Linked DNA regions of Hordeum vulgare: region 1 is linked to region 2. A link is a contact called in public Hi-C data. All regions are on one chromosome and are shown on one strand. Each heading gives the region's core, a stretch centred on a gene start, on an enhancer-like site or on the middle of the called end of the contact. The rest is flanking DNA. Distances are from core to core; before and after follow the strand shown. Region 1 holds the start of LOC123431063. Region 2 holds the start of LOC123428179.

Evidence for each region. Hi-C and Micro-C count contacts between places; a contact is called where the count stands out from the background.
Region 1: a Hi-C map of leaf shows a contact between it and region 2, with 3 times the contacts expected there. The contact joins the promoter of LOC123431063 here to the promoter of LOC123428179 in region 2. A contact is called at or near these places in 3 of 6 Hi-C or Micro-C datasets (leaf and seedling).

The regions. Positions count from the first base shown.
Region 1 is chr2H:637,652,979-637,659,612 of MorexV3_pseudomolecules_assembly, forward strand. It overlaps LOC123431063, which reads right to left and starts at 2,121. Exons shown (of 2, transcript XM_045114876.1): 1 at 2,029-2,121; 2 at 489-1,842. The coding sequence starts at 1,803. The coding sequence ends at 715.
Region 2 is chr2H:637,417,017-637,423,984 of MorexV3_pseudomolecules_assembly, forward strand. It overlaps LOC123428179, which reads left to right and starts at 3,294. Exons shown (of 2, transcript XM_045112360.1): 1 at 3,294-3,349; 2 at 3,438-4,773. The coding sequence starts at 3,459. The coding sequence ends at 4,595.

The DNA.
Region 1 (6,634 bases), core at 871-3,370, 230 kb after region 2:
AGGACACCTCATTATTGGTTACAAACCTCAAGAGATCTACCTGACTGGATGAAGACTACCTCTTATCCAGTCTGTAGAGAACCACTCGGAGTACGTTTCTCTTATCCAGTCTGTAGAGAACCACTCGGAGTACAAACGTATGCATGACATTACGACGATTGGAGTACATTCGGTAGTATCAGCAACCGTCCATGGAGATCAACAGCCATACGTTTGCCGTTCACAGTTGTTGTCTATAATAGCGTACGTTACAGATAACGCATACATTCAACCCTACTTACCGCACCCTTGTCTGCCGGACATTTATGAGTTGTCTGCCGGACATTTATGAGACGTAGGCTATTACCTCCACCGCAAAGAGGCCTGAACTCATACAAGCTTACCGTAGCTAGGACTCGGCCCTCTTACTTTCATACCCTACTCATCTACAGTCAAACTTATTCCCACGACAATTTGGAATACAAGGGATCTGCTATAGATGCTCTTAGTAAGAGGTGATTTGATCCATATACATTCCACGTTATTCCTCCAACAAACACAAAGATGCAACTATTCTATTCCATGTAAATCCTCGCTAATCAGACATGAGAATATAACCATTGCATCCCACTATTACAGTTCATTCACCTGATAACAGAGACCCAGTTGTAATGAAAACGACCACTCGGCACTCTTTCAAGAAATGGCAATAAGTTATTTGCTACCGCTGGTATCTCAGAGGACACACTCGATGCCATCATAGCTGACAAAGGACTTGTGCTTGATCATCTGGAGTTGGGATGATCCTTCCTGCACCGCCTCCATACCAGAAGCTCCGCAGGTCATCTCCACCCCAGTGCACACAGCCACGACGCCACTGGTGATCTCTTGTGTTTCTTGGTCGCCGATGTCAAAGATTTTGGTTATGCAAAACTTGCCCGCTCCCAGGTACAGCAGGCTGCTCCTTATCTGCACCCAGCCCTCAGGGGGGTCAAGGTCTGGCCAGTCACTAAGCACCTTGGGAACCCTGTCCAGATTGGAGAGGTCCAATGCGCACAAGTAGTGGGGACTCTTGTCGGCTATGCCGAACCAGAGGTTGGAAAGCTCAGGGACATGCTCAGCCCTGCCGTACAAGGGCAGCGCCCAGCGACCAGCCTTTTCCCACTTGCGGCTAACCGTGTCGAAGCAGTAGGTGCCGACGGGGTTATTCTCAGTGGAGGAGATGCAAATAGTGGAGCCATCACCCAGAAGCGTGTACGACTGGATGAATGTGGAGTCATAGAGTGGGTCGTTGACGTAGGGTGGCGGTGGGAGCAGAACCCAGTGCCAATTCTTCTCGCCATAGACGAGGACCTCGAAGGTGAAAGAGTTGCGGCTTGGGGCGGACCTGGCAAGAACGTAGAGAGCTTCAGAGCGCTTGGGCTCAATGGCGTCGATCCTGGGGATGGAGAAGGAGGCGGGGCTGACTCCCTTGGGTTCGTTAAGGTTGGGAACCGGCTGGAGAGAGCGGCCGTCCGCGTTGCAGAGGATGGCGCTTCCGGCAGAGTCCACGCAGAGCATCTTGCTATCGCGGCCTCTGCCTCCTCCTCCATAGAAGGGAAGGAAATCGAGCCTCTTGTATTTTGAGCGGTATGACTCGAATCTGAGCCTGGGCGGAGGCAACCGCGAGATCCTCTCCATCCTGGATGCCGCTAGTGTTGCTGCTGCTTGTGCTTCCGCCGTGGATCCGTAGAAGAGTTGCTCCTCCGCCTTCATGCGACTCACCGTATACAATCCGCCTCTGCCATACCTCTGCACCAAATTCACCAACTGCCGCTCCTTCATTTAATTAAATTCCCTCCGCCCCAAATTTTGATCTTGTTCCTAACGCAATACAAGACGATTATTAGATACCCGGGTTGGCAAGTAGGAATGGAAGCATCTCAAAACCAACAATGAACAATACAAAGAAAATTTGATACCCTACAGATCAGGCTCTTCCGCGAAAAAACAATCAAGATTTCGGGAAACAAAATTCCAACCATCCAACGGGGAAGAGAAAATTCCAACCTGAGGCAGGCAGAGTCAATTCTGCGGAATCGTAGTCGGCGGAGGCGGCGTGGCTGCGGCTGCGGAGGCGGCGGCGGCAAAGATTGGGGTGGCCCTTTCCTCCTTCTCCGCTTATACGGATCGACAGACTGATAAACCATGGGCCGGCCGGGCCATAGTACAACGATCAGCCCACAACGTTTTCGCCCCCAGGTCTCTTTCTTCCGTCATGCCGCCTTCAGGGGAACTCCTAGTCACCGCTGCAGGCGCCGGTTAACGATCCGGCGCCTGCAGCCTCGATGGCCTGGGCCGGCCCACTAGTACATACGCGAGCTGTTCAGTTTTTTTTTCTATTGATACAGTACAAAAAACAACCCAGATTTTCTATATGTTACAAAAATAAAAATATGAAAACAAAAAAAAATTACAGATTTAAATTAAAAAGGTTCATCCATTTGAATAAAAGTTCATATCCTTAAAAATGGTTCATCAATTTGGAAATAAGTTCATCCTACAGGCAAAATTACTGTAGTTTTTGATACTTTGGTTTATATAATACTTTGCTATCAAACACAGCCGGAACCGTTTGATAGCTCAGTTTTTTCTAAGTATTTATAGAATACTACAGCTTTTTAGATTACCATGGTTTTATTTACCGTGAGCCGTTTGTCTATCACTAAAAGTTGTGTTTCTAATACTGTGATATGGGCAAAACCACGGTATTTTTTATGTATTTAAAAAAGAACCTTGGACCTCTTTTTCTAAAACCGAGCTAGCGAAAGAAACGCCTCACGGTATCTTCTCGTACTACTAACATGGTCTCTCGTTGCCTGAACACTCATTTATTGTAACAACATGAGCAAAACCTACAACATGTAAAAAGGAAAACAACAAAAAAACAAAAATTACCTTTGCGGTCGGAGGCAGTCGGGGCGCCGGGCGGCGACAGGGGAATCGGGGGGCGGCAGGGGCGCCGAGCAGCCGCAGGGGCACTATGGGGCGGTGGGCGCGCCGGGCGGCGGCAGGGGCACCAGGGGGCAGGAGGGGCGCTCGGGGGCAGAGGCACGGGCACCTGGAGGCGGTGGGTGCGTCGGGCGGTGGCAAGGGCACCGGGGGGCGGCAGTGGCGCCGACGTGGGGCGGAGGGGTGGGTAGGGTGGGTGGGTGGGTGGGGTGGGGGGCGGCGCAGGGAGGAGGGCCGACAAGGGGTGGAGTGGGTGGTCGGGGCGGGGTGGGGGCTGGAGCGGCTGCGATGGTGCGGTGGCGGCGCTGGGATGGGCAGGGGAGAGAGAGAGAGGGTGCGCGTGGGGTGGAGAGAGTGGGAGAGAGAGTGGGGAGCGGGTGGGCTGGTGACCATTATTGGGGCGTCCCCTCTGCCGTCTGCAGCGGACGGCAAAGGTGAGGAGGTAGACGACAAAGGGGTTGGTGGGGTGGGGTTAGCTCCGGCGGTTAGGGTTGGCGCCGGCCGTCCGCTTTGCCGTATCTCTTCAGCTTTTGTGTCGTCTGTTGGCCAACGACAAAGAGATGGTTTATGGCAAATATGTTTTTTGCCAATAGCCAGCTCTTTGTCGTCTGCGTGCACCTTCTCTGTCGTGAGTTGGCAGACGATAAAGAGATGGCTGATGGCAAACATGCTCTTTGCCATCAACCACATCTTTGCCGTCTGTTTTCTGGAAGCTGGCGGCAAAGAGGCTCTTTGCCATCAGCCAGCACATGGCAAAGAACTGGCTAATCGCAAATTCCCTGATTCCAGTAGTGGGTACCGACGACGGGACGGTGCGGGAGATCGACGGTGGTTAAGACGGGGACGGAAAGGCACTAAGTAAATCACACCTACATATGCAAACTAAGAGTTAATTTGAGCTCAAATTGCATATAAATCAAATAAACTACCACATATAATTACTCCCAAAGTAAAACTGACAAATCACTATACTTATAGAGCATTGCAAGAGCTAATCTAGCAATGAGAGATAAAAGGACAAAGTTGCTAACCTTTGTGATCACTTGGATGGATGGGGGGCCTTCAAATCTTGACAAATTTTGGGCAAAATGAAGGATGAACTCGAGCTTTGGGGAAGAACAGAGAAGAGAGGAAAGGGGAAGAACATAGAGCTTGATCGCGGGCTGGACGAACGGTTTATACAGGAAAACCTTTAGTCCCGGTTCATGACACAAACCGCGACTAAGTGTGAGCTTCTAGTACTGGTTCATGCCACGAACCGGGACTAAAGGTGCTAATGGGGCCCAAGCATGACACCAGCCTGCCACCACCCCTTTTAGTCCCGGTTCGTGTCACGAACTCGTACTAGACGTTCAACATGAACCAGGACTAATGATGCCCGCCCCCCTAGCCGCTGGAACCGGCACTAATGGTCACATTAGTGCCGATTCATTTACAAACTGGGACTAATGTATCTCACGTAAAGTAGTTTTTCTACTAGTGATTCTTTCAAAGCACAATTTTGTACCCACCTAGCTATCTCGAGAGAGAAGCACAGTGACTAGATAGCTTTACTTCATTATAGAATAGATCTAGTTGGGGAGTTGATAGGTTTCACTTACTAAATGGATAGATCTAGCTAGTAGGGGAAGGAGATGGCAAGCTCTAACTAATGGAGAGAGGAGAGCAAAGCGAGGAAACTAAGAGAGAAATGGGGTGCATTAATGGAGATGCTGGAGGGGGCATTAAAGTAGAGAGAAGAGAGGTAGGAGAAGGAAGAGATAAGAAATGTAGGTAGTAGTAATGTGGTGAAGAAAGTGAGCGAGAAAGTGAGGGAGGGAGGAAGGGAGAGGGGGAGAGGGGGTTGGGGTAGGTGGCTGATGCGACTTAGTGGTAGCGCGCGTCTTGGAAACACACTACCCCTAAGAGCATTTCCAATATGCGCCCAAAAACTGTTCCGCACTGGAAAAACACGTTGTTTGCGCGCACGCCAACGTTGGTGTGTCCAACGGAGGCGCTAAAGTCGTGCGCGTTGGATAATTAGTTGCGCGCGTGGAGCAAAATGTTGGGGAACGTCGCATGGGAAACAAAATTTTCCTACGCGCACGAAGACCTATCATGGTGATGTCCATCTACGAGAGGGGATGAGTGATCTACGTACCCTCGTAGATCGTACAGCAGAAGCGTTAGAGAACGCGGTTGATGTAGTGGAACGTCCTCACGTCCCTCGATCCACCCCGCGAACAATCCCGCGATCAGTCCCACGATCTAGTACCGAACGGACGGCACCTCCGCGATCAGCACACGTACAGCTCGACGATGATCTCGGCCTTCTTGATCCAGCAAGAGAGACGGAGAGGTAGAAGAGTTCTCCGGCAGCATGACGGCGCTCCGGAGGTTGGTGATGACCTTGTCTCAGCAGGGCTCCGCCCGAGCTCCGCAGAAACGCGATCTAGAGGAAAAACCGTGGAGGTATGTGGTCGGGCTGCCGTGGAAAAGTCGTCTCAAATCAGCCCTAAAACCTCCATATATATAGGTGGGAGGGAGGGGAGGAGGCAGCCTCAAAACCTAAAGGTTTGGCCGAAATTGGAGGTGGAGGAGTCCTACTCCAATCCTACTTGGAGTAGGATTCCACCTTCCCACTTGGAAACTCTTTCCACCTTGTGTTTTTTCCTTCTCAAACCTTATGGGCCTTAGTGGGAACTTATTCCAACCCACTAGGGGCTGGTTTATCTCTTCCCAGAGCCCATGAGACCCCTTGGGGCGTGACACCCCTCCCGATGGTCCCCGGCACCCCTCCCGGCACTCCCGGTACACTACCGATGAGCCCGAAACTTTTCCGGTAATGCACGAAAACCTTCCGGTAACCAAATGAGGTCATCCTATATATCAATCTTCGTTTCCGGACCATTCCGGAAACCCTCGTGACGTCCGTGATCTCATCCGGGACTCCGAACAACATTCGGTAACCAACCATATAACTCAAATACGCATAAAACAACGTCGAACCTTAAGTGTGCAGACCCTGCGGGTTCGAGAACTATGTAGACATGACCCGAGAGACTCCTCGGTCAATATCCAACAGCGGGACCTGGATGCCCATATTGGATCCTACATATTCTACGAAGATCTTATCGTTTGAACCTCAGTGCCAAGGATTCATATAATCCCGTATGTCATTCCCTTTGTCCTTCGGTATGTTACTTGCCCGAGATTCGATCGTTAGTATCCGCATACCTATTTCAATCTCGTTTACCGGCAAGTCTCTTTACTCGTTCCGTAATACAAGATCCCGCAACTTACATTAAGTTACATTGCTTGCAAGGCTTGTGTGTGATGTTGTATTACCGAGTGGGCCCCGAGATACCTCTCCGTAACACGGAGTGACAAATCCCAGTCTCGATCCATACTAACTTAACGAACACCTTCAGAGATACCTGTAGAGCATCTTTATAGTCACCCAGTTACGTTGCGACGTTTGATACACACAAAGTATTCCTCCGGTGTTAGTAAGTTATATGATCTCATGGTCATAGGAATAAATACTTGACACGCAGAAAACAGTAGCAACAAAATGACACGATCAACATGCTACGTCTATTAGTTTGGGTCTAGTCCATCACATGATTCTCCTAATGATGTGATCCCGTTATCAAGTGACAACACTTGCCTATGGCCAGGAAAC
Region 2 (6,968 bases), core at 2,044-4,543:
CCGGCGAGCGGCGCAAGAGCTAGCAAGGCGGCTCGCGACGAGGGTGCTGGAGAGGGAATCGGGAGGCGAGCTCGGCTCGGCGCTGGCAGCGAGGGAACGGCGGCGCCGCGCGGCGGGGTGGAGCAGCTGAGGCTGGCCGACGGAGGAGAGGCCTTGGAGGGGCGGCGCACCGGCGACAGAAGCAGAGAGGAGCCCGGCAGGAGGGGGCCGCTGGGGATCGAGAGAGAGGGGAGATGCGGGACGAGGGGCTGACGGCGTTGGAGGAAACGGGAGATGGAGGCGGGCTGGGCTAGGTCAGCAGGGGAGTTGGGCTGCGCCTGGCCGGCTCGGCTCGGCTCCCTCCCCCTGCTAGTTTTTTTTTAAAACAGAAACTCAACAAACAAAAGAAAAAATGTTTAAAGTAAATAGAAAAAAATAAAGGCCTTTGACTTCTTAAAACCAAAAATTATGCCCCAACTATAAAATAGATTGGGCCCTTTTAACAAATAAAACTAAAATCTTTTAAGAATAAAATTAAACCCTTTTTTACAAAAGAATAAAATTAAACCTTTTAACAAAAGATTAAATCAAACCCCTTTTGAAGAATACAATAAAACCTCTTTTTTATTTAGAGAATAAAATGAAAGCTTTTAAAAGAGAAAAGAAAAAGAGACGGTTTAACAATAAAACAAAAGGAAAAATAAGATTAAAACCCAAGGGTTACCCCCACATTTAATAAAATGGTTTTAAAAGAAGACACCCTTTTTTAGAAGGGTTAATACGGAAGCTTTAGCAAACCGCAAAAAACGAAATAAGAAGGGAGAGAAGGGGAGAAGGTTCACGTCCTCGGGGAGCAGGGGTTTAGCGGAGGCTCTCACGCACGCACTCTCAACACGCCAACAAACGACGTCACACTCACAAAGCTCTAACACCCAACAACACGACAACAAGCAACACCGCCAAAACACAGTCGACATGATGCCATGCATGATACGATGATGCAAACTACATGACGATGCAACGAATAACTCTAAACCCACGACGAAAACGGAAATAAAGGGGAATCTTCTGGGCGTCGGCATCGGGCTGTCACAGTACTGTAGCAAAAGCATCAGTTTTACAGCTTCCATCTTCAATTTTCCAAAAGGTTCACATTGTATCTCCAGCCCAGTGAATATTTTAGACATCATTTGCTACATGTTCTAGCTTGTGTTGTTATTAATTACCAAACCACCTAGGAAGAAGTTGTGCTTTCACGGGACGAGACTGAAACTCAGGGCCCTTAGGCTGCCCGTAATGGAAGTATCATATGTAGTATCATGCATGCCAACTAAGCAATTTGATGATGTGGCATATAATTAAATGAAGAAAGAGAGGGTTGAGTATCATATCATGATACCGTATCATATTAAATGATGTGCTACTATGTGTCTTGCATGACAATAAATGAATCACTCTATGGAACTAACACATGATACTATGCATTACGGTTGTGGTATCATACACTAGTATCATATGCATGATACTAGTATATGATACTATCCATTACAACCAGCCTTAATATGCATACTATGGCATGATTGAATACCTATCAACCAAGGTGGAACGGAATAATAGGAGTGATTCTATTATAAATGATAATAGTTGGCCAAACTTTCAGGAACATCTTGATAGAGCATTTTCCAAATAATATCTGTGATGTTATTTATCCCACAATGCGGCAGAATCAACCATATAAATTCACGCATGGATATTAGAAATGATAAGTTATTTAGTAGCCACGTGTGATTGAAATTCCGTAAAGAAGAATAAAGTTATGTTATCTTATATCTTTTTTCTTTTTTTCAAACCTATCTCCAAATCTACAGAGAAGAATGCCCTTGATCAAGCAGATAGACAAGGCACATATGTATATCTGATTGTAGCACAACTCTTTAAAACTGTATGAAATTGCAAAATCCAATAAATCTGTTAAAAATGGAGCAAAAAATGAAAAGGTAGAAGAGAAAAGGGGGACCTCCTACCTACCGCTCTTTGCGGTAGGGACTCCTGCGTCGGTCAGGGGGTGCCCTGACTGAGCTGGCCCAGCTTTGTTTCCTTTTTTTCATGTTACTTTTTCCCTTTTATGTTTATTTCCTTTTTTAGTTTGTTTTTATTTCCTTTTTCCTTTTCTTTTTGTATTTGAAGCAAAAAACATTTTTCAAATTCGAAGAACAATTTTGAAAACTCGTGAACAAATTTGGAAGTGAGATTCTTTTTAAAGCACGAACATTTTTTGAATTTTGAGAACAAAATTTTGACAAGGAGAACAGTTTTGAAAACCCCGAACAAATTTGAAAGCGCGAACAAATTTTTAAACACGATCATTTTTCGTATCTCGAGAACAAATTTTGAAGCCGAGAACAATTTTGAGAAATCCTGAACAAATTTGAAAACGGGAACATTTTTTTGAATGTTGAGAACAAAATTTTGAAACGGAGAACAATTTTGGAAAACCCCAAACAAATTTGAAAGCGCAAACAATTTTTAAGGCGCGGGCATTTTTTGAATCTTAAGAACAAAATTTTGAAAACCCCCGAAGAAATTTGACGCACAAACAATTTTATTTTTTTTAAAACGTAGAACAAATTTGAAAGCGCGAATAAATTTTAAAGCACGAATATTTTTGAATCTTGAGAACAAATTATGAAACCGAGAATAATATTTAAAAATCTTAAAAAATTTTAAAGCGCGATATTTTTTAACATTTTTAAAACAAGAATAAAGTTTTAAATTGAGAATATTTGTCAAACATTTTTTGAATATCAAGAGCAATTTTTGAAAATCCAGAACATTTTTTGAAAATCCAGAACACTTTTTGAAAGTTCAGAAGTTTTGTTGAAATTCCAAAATATTTTTTTAAAACAAAAATATTTTTCTAGTTTGAAGAATATTTTTTGAAAATACAGAACTTCTTTTGAAAATCCATTTTTTAAAAATTCCAGAACAATTTTTGAAACAGAAACAGAAAATGATATATAAAAAAGAAAAAGAGGAAAAAGGTTGTAGAAAACTTCTAGGAGTTTTTAAAACTAAAAAAGCCGGCTGAAAATCTTTAGAAGGTCCGAAAACAAAGGCGTTGGAAGGCTTAAAAGGCCGGCCCGCTGCGTCGGGGTCGCTCCGACAGCTGAACGCAGCGAGGGGATTCCGAGAAAAGGAAACGACACCCGCTGTACTATGGCCCAGCTAGCCCATGCCCATGCCCATGCCCATGGTTTATCCAGCAGTCGATCCGTATAAGGTGGTGGGGAAGGACAGCAACAAACCTAGATAGATTCAGCACTCAATCCCTGTTTGCCTCCGCCGGCGGAATCGACTCTGTCTGCCGCAGGTATTGCTCTTCCCCGTTCGTCGTCCATCATCTAATTGTCTTTTATAACGTAGGAAGAAGATCAAAACTGGTGATCTCTTTTTTGTAGGAGCGGGGAGATTAAAATAAAATGAAGGCGCGGCAGTTCGTGAATGTGGTGATGCGAAAGTATGGCGCTGCCAGAAGCACCAGTTTGTATACAGTGAGTCGTATCAAGGCAGAGGAGCAACTCTTCTACCGATCCACGGCGGAAGCACAAGCAGCAGCAGCAGCAACATCACGGCGAAAAAAGAATTTCAATATGGCGCTGCCATCATCAGCCGTGGTGCCTCCATGGATGGATATCATGTCACGGATGCCTCCGGGCATGCTCAGATTCGAGGGATCCAGCAACCTCGAATTCTTGCCCTTCTACGAACGAAGCAGCGGTGGATCTAGCAAGATCCTCTGCCTGGACTCGTCGGGTCGCTCCTTCTTGTATGACATTGACGCCGGCTCCTCCCACCCAGTTCCAAGCCTCAACACTCCCAAGGGGGATACCCCCATCTGCTTCTCCCTTCCCAGTCCCGACGCCCTCGACCCCGACCGAGCTGATGCCTTGTACGTTATGAACCTGTTCCCTGTGTGTCGCAATCCATCCAACTTCGAGGTCCTCAAGTACAGCGACCCTTCCAGTTGCGACAAGATGGAAGGCTGGAATTGGCACCGGCTCCCACCACCCATGGCCTATGTTGACGCTTCCATTATCAGGTGCCATACGCAGCTTCACATTCACGGGGATCCAATTTTTCTTGTTTCATCTCCCGCAACAACTGACATCGGCACCCATTGCTTCAACACGGTCTCCGGCAAGTGGTTTAAGGCTGGACACTGGACGCTGCCCTTCTTTAACCGTGGTGAGCATGTGCTGGAGCTCGGCAACCTTTGGTTTGGCATCTACAATTATTCACCCAACTACTTTTGCGCAATGGACCTGTCATCTATTCGTCAGGACAATCCTCCTTCTTTGCTGTACAAATGGCAAGACCTCGATCTGCCTGAGGATTGGGTATTGATAGATTGCAGCTTTGTCTACCTGGGAGCTGGGAGGTTTTGCATTACCAAAATCTTTGAGTTTGGAGAGGACGAAGACACGGGCCACCCCACTGATATGGGTGCTGTGATTTCTGGTGTGGAGGTGGTGCCCAGCGACAAAACACTGCAGATGGTCAAACACAAGTCCAAATTCTACAACTTCGTCAGGGATGAAATCGTGCGTGTCTTCTAAGGTGAACTTAGTGAGAAAGGAAGCAAATAAACCAAGGGAGTGGCAGCAGTTCCTGGGGGAATGTAACTGTCTGTTCTTTCCCTTTTCATTACTATTTAGTAGTTCCAGCAGCAGCAGTGAAAGTAACATGGTTGTAACTTATGCTCAGTTCCTTAGATATGTTATGTCATTCCATTTACTTCTTGTGGCTTCCTATTGGTAATCATGTATTGTCTTAGCTGTTTCCACATGAATAAGCTGATGCATAGAGCTGCTTGGTTCACCAGATTGGGGCTGAACACCTTGGTAAAATAAGACCTGGAAAAAAAATCTGATCTTTGTAAAAGCATCTGGTTGGCTGTTTTTCTGCCAATTTTTGCTGTGTTGCTCCCTTCTTTTTTTAACTAACTCTCCCAGAAATATTATGCACCTTAGGAGCCCCCCCATTAAAATTTGAAGAAGAGAAACAAGAGGGAGAAAGAAGTTGTAATTGTCATCCACACCGTGGGCCACATGGTGACCAGAAACAGACTTTAGGTTTCTGCTGCGGCCCACTTCCTTCCCTGATCTCCACTCTCCATCGACTGAAGCCACCTCGGAGCGTCGGCCCCAAACCTCTACCGCGGACGCCAAGTCGTGGCCAGCTTGTTTGGATGCCTGCCTTGACAACCCTCTTCTTCTGGTTTGATGCGGGGCTTCTCTCCAAGGTAATACTTCACCAAACTACCAAAGTATCTTGGGTTCTTGGATTAGTTCACCAGCGATGTCCCTCTGGTTGATTAGCTTTTCAACACGGTTCTTTGCTTCCTCTTGTGACGTTGAGCGGAATGGAATTCACCAGAATGTTTTGCAAAGAGAGTTCAGTTCTTCAATTTCGTCAACTCAAACCAAAATCATGGATGCTTGCAATTTCTGTTGTTTGAGTTGGTAGGATGATTTGAATATTTAACTCGACCCAATGTATGGATGGTTCGTCGTTGAGCTATATATATAGTGGCATGCAGATACCAATGACTCTAATATTTGGAGTGCTTGTACACAAATGTTTTTGTTGGGAACAACATGCTTGGGGTTAGATTTGCAGAAATTATTCGTCATATTTGCACGCAGAAATTATTTGTCATGCTTGCTAGAATTCTTTGGTTCTTATGATGTCTCGGTATTTATGTAATTTTGCAGCCCTTCTCATAAGTTTTGTGAGTTAGAGCAGGAGCAGCACTTCATGTTATTCTGAAGGACATTTTCTATATTGTGCGTGAATAATTTAGATGGGTGAATCAACACTGATATTGAGCATGTAAAATGTTTGTTTTGCAATCACCAATCCAGTCGTTTTTTAAACGGACTACAAGTGTGCTACACCCTCTCAGCAAAACCACAAGCCAACATGTCTCTTTTTACTGCAGTATAGGTTGTGAAATAGGAACGACATTGTTTTTATTGTTTCTTTACCTTCTTTCATGCCTTGCTGCTTATGAAAAAGGTTGAAGAACAAACAAGTAGTTTATTTCTCTGAAAGCCCTTTCAACTATTGTGTATATTCATATGTGCAAAATGAGGTCAACTTTTCAATTCTTATACACAGGAGCAAGACACATCATGAAGATTCGGCTGTTTTTTCAGTTCTACCTGTCCCAGTTTTGTTAGAATGCTACTGATTTGACGCGACTCATGGTGTGGAAAACCGAACCGAAAATCAAAAACCAAACCAAAAAAAACGAAAGTGAAAATTTTGGTTTTTCTGGTTTTTGGTTTTAGTTGCGGTTTCCATATGTCAAAATTGTATGTCATTCAGTTTTTTCGGTAAAAAAACCGAAATGATATAAACAACACACTCGCTAAAATTAATTTGCATGGACCTGGAGTCGAACCCTTGACTTTGTACTAGAAAGCCTAGTGCGTTGAAGCCATATACGTTGATTTGATCGACACGATTTACGGTGTGCAAAACCGAACCCAAAAAAAAAAAAACTGAACCAAAATTTGGTTTTCTGGTTTTCATTTTCAGTTATGGTTTCCATATCTCGAAACCATATGCAATTTGTTTTTTTATGGTATAAAAAACCAAAATGGTATAAATAACACACTTTAAAATTAATTTGCGTGGACCTAGAGTTGAACTCCTGACTTTGAACTCGAGCCAACCACGCCACCTGAATTTGCTGATTATATTAGGGCCTGGGAGAATAAGGTGCCTGGTTTGAGCCTGGTATGTTCAGTTTTCCTGCTTGGTGAGGCGAGCCTAGACTAGGCTGTTTTGTTTTTGGCCTGGCCTGGTGAAATATTAAACACATACTCGCTTCGTTTTTAAATATAAGGTTTTTTAAAGGTTTCACTACGAACTACATACAGATTTATATAACATATTTTAGAGCGTAGATTCACTCATTTTGC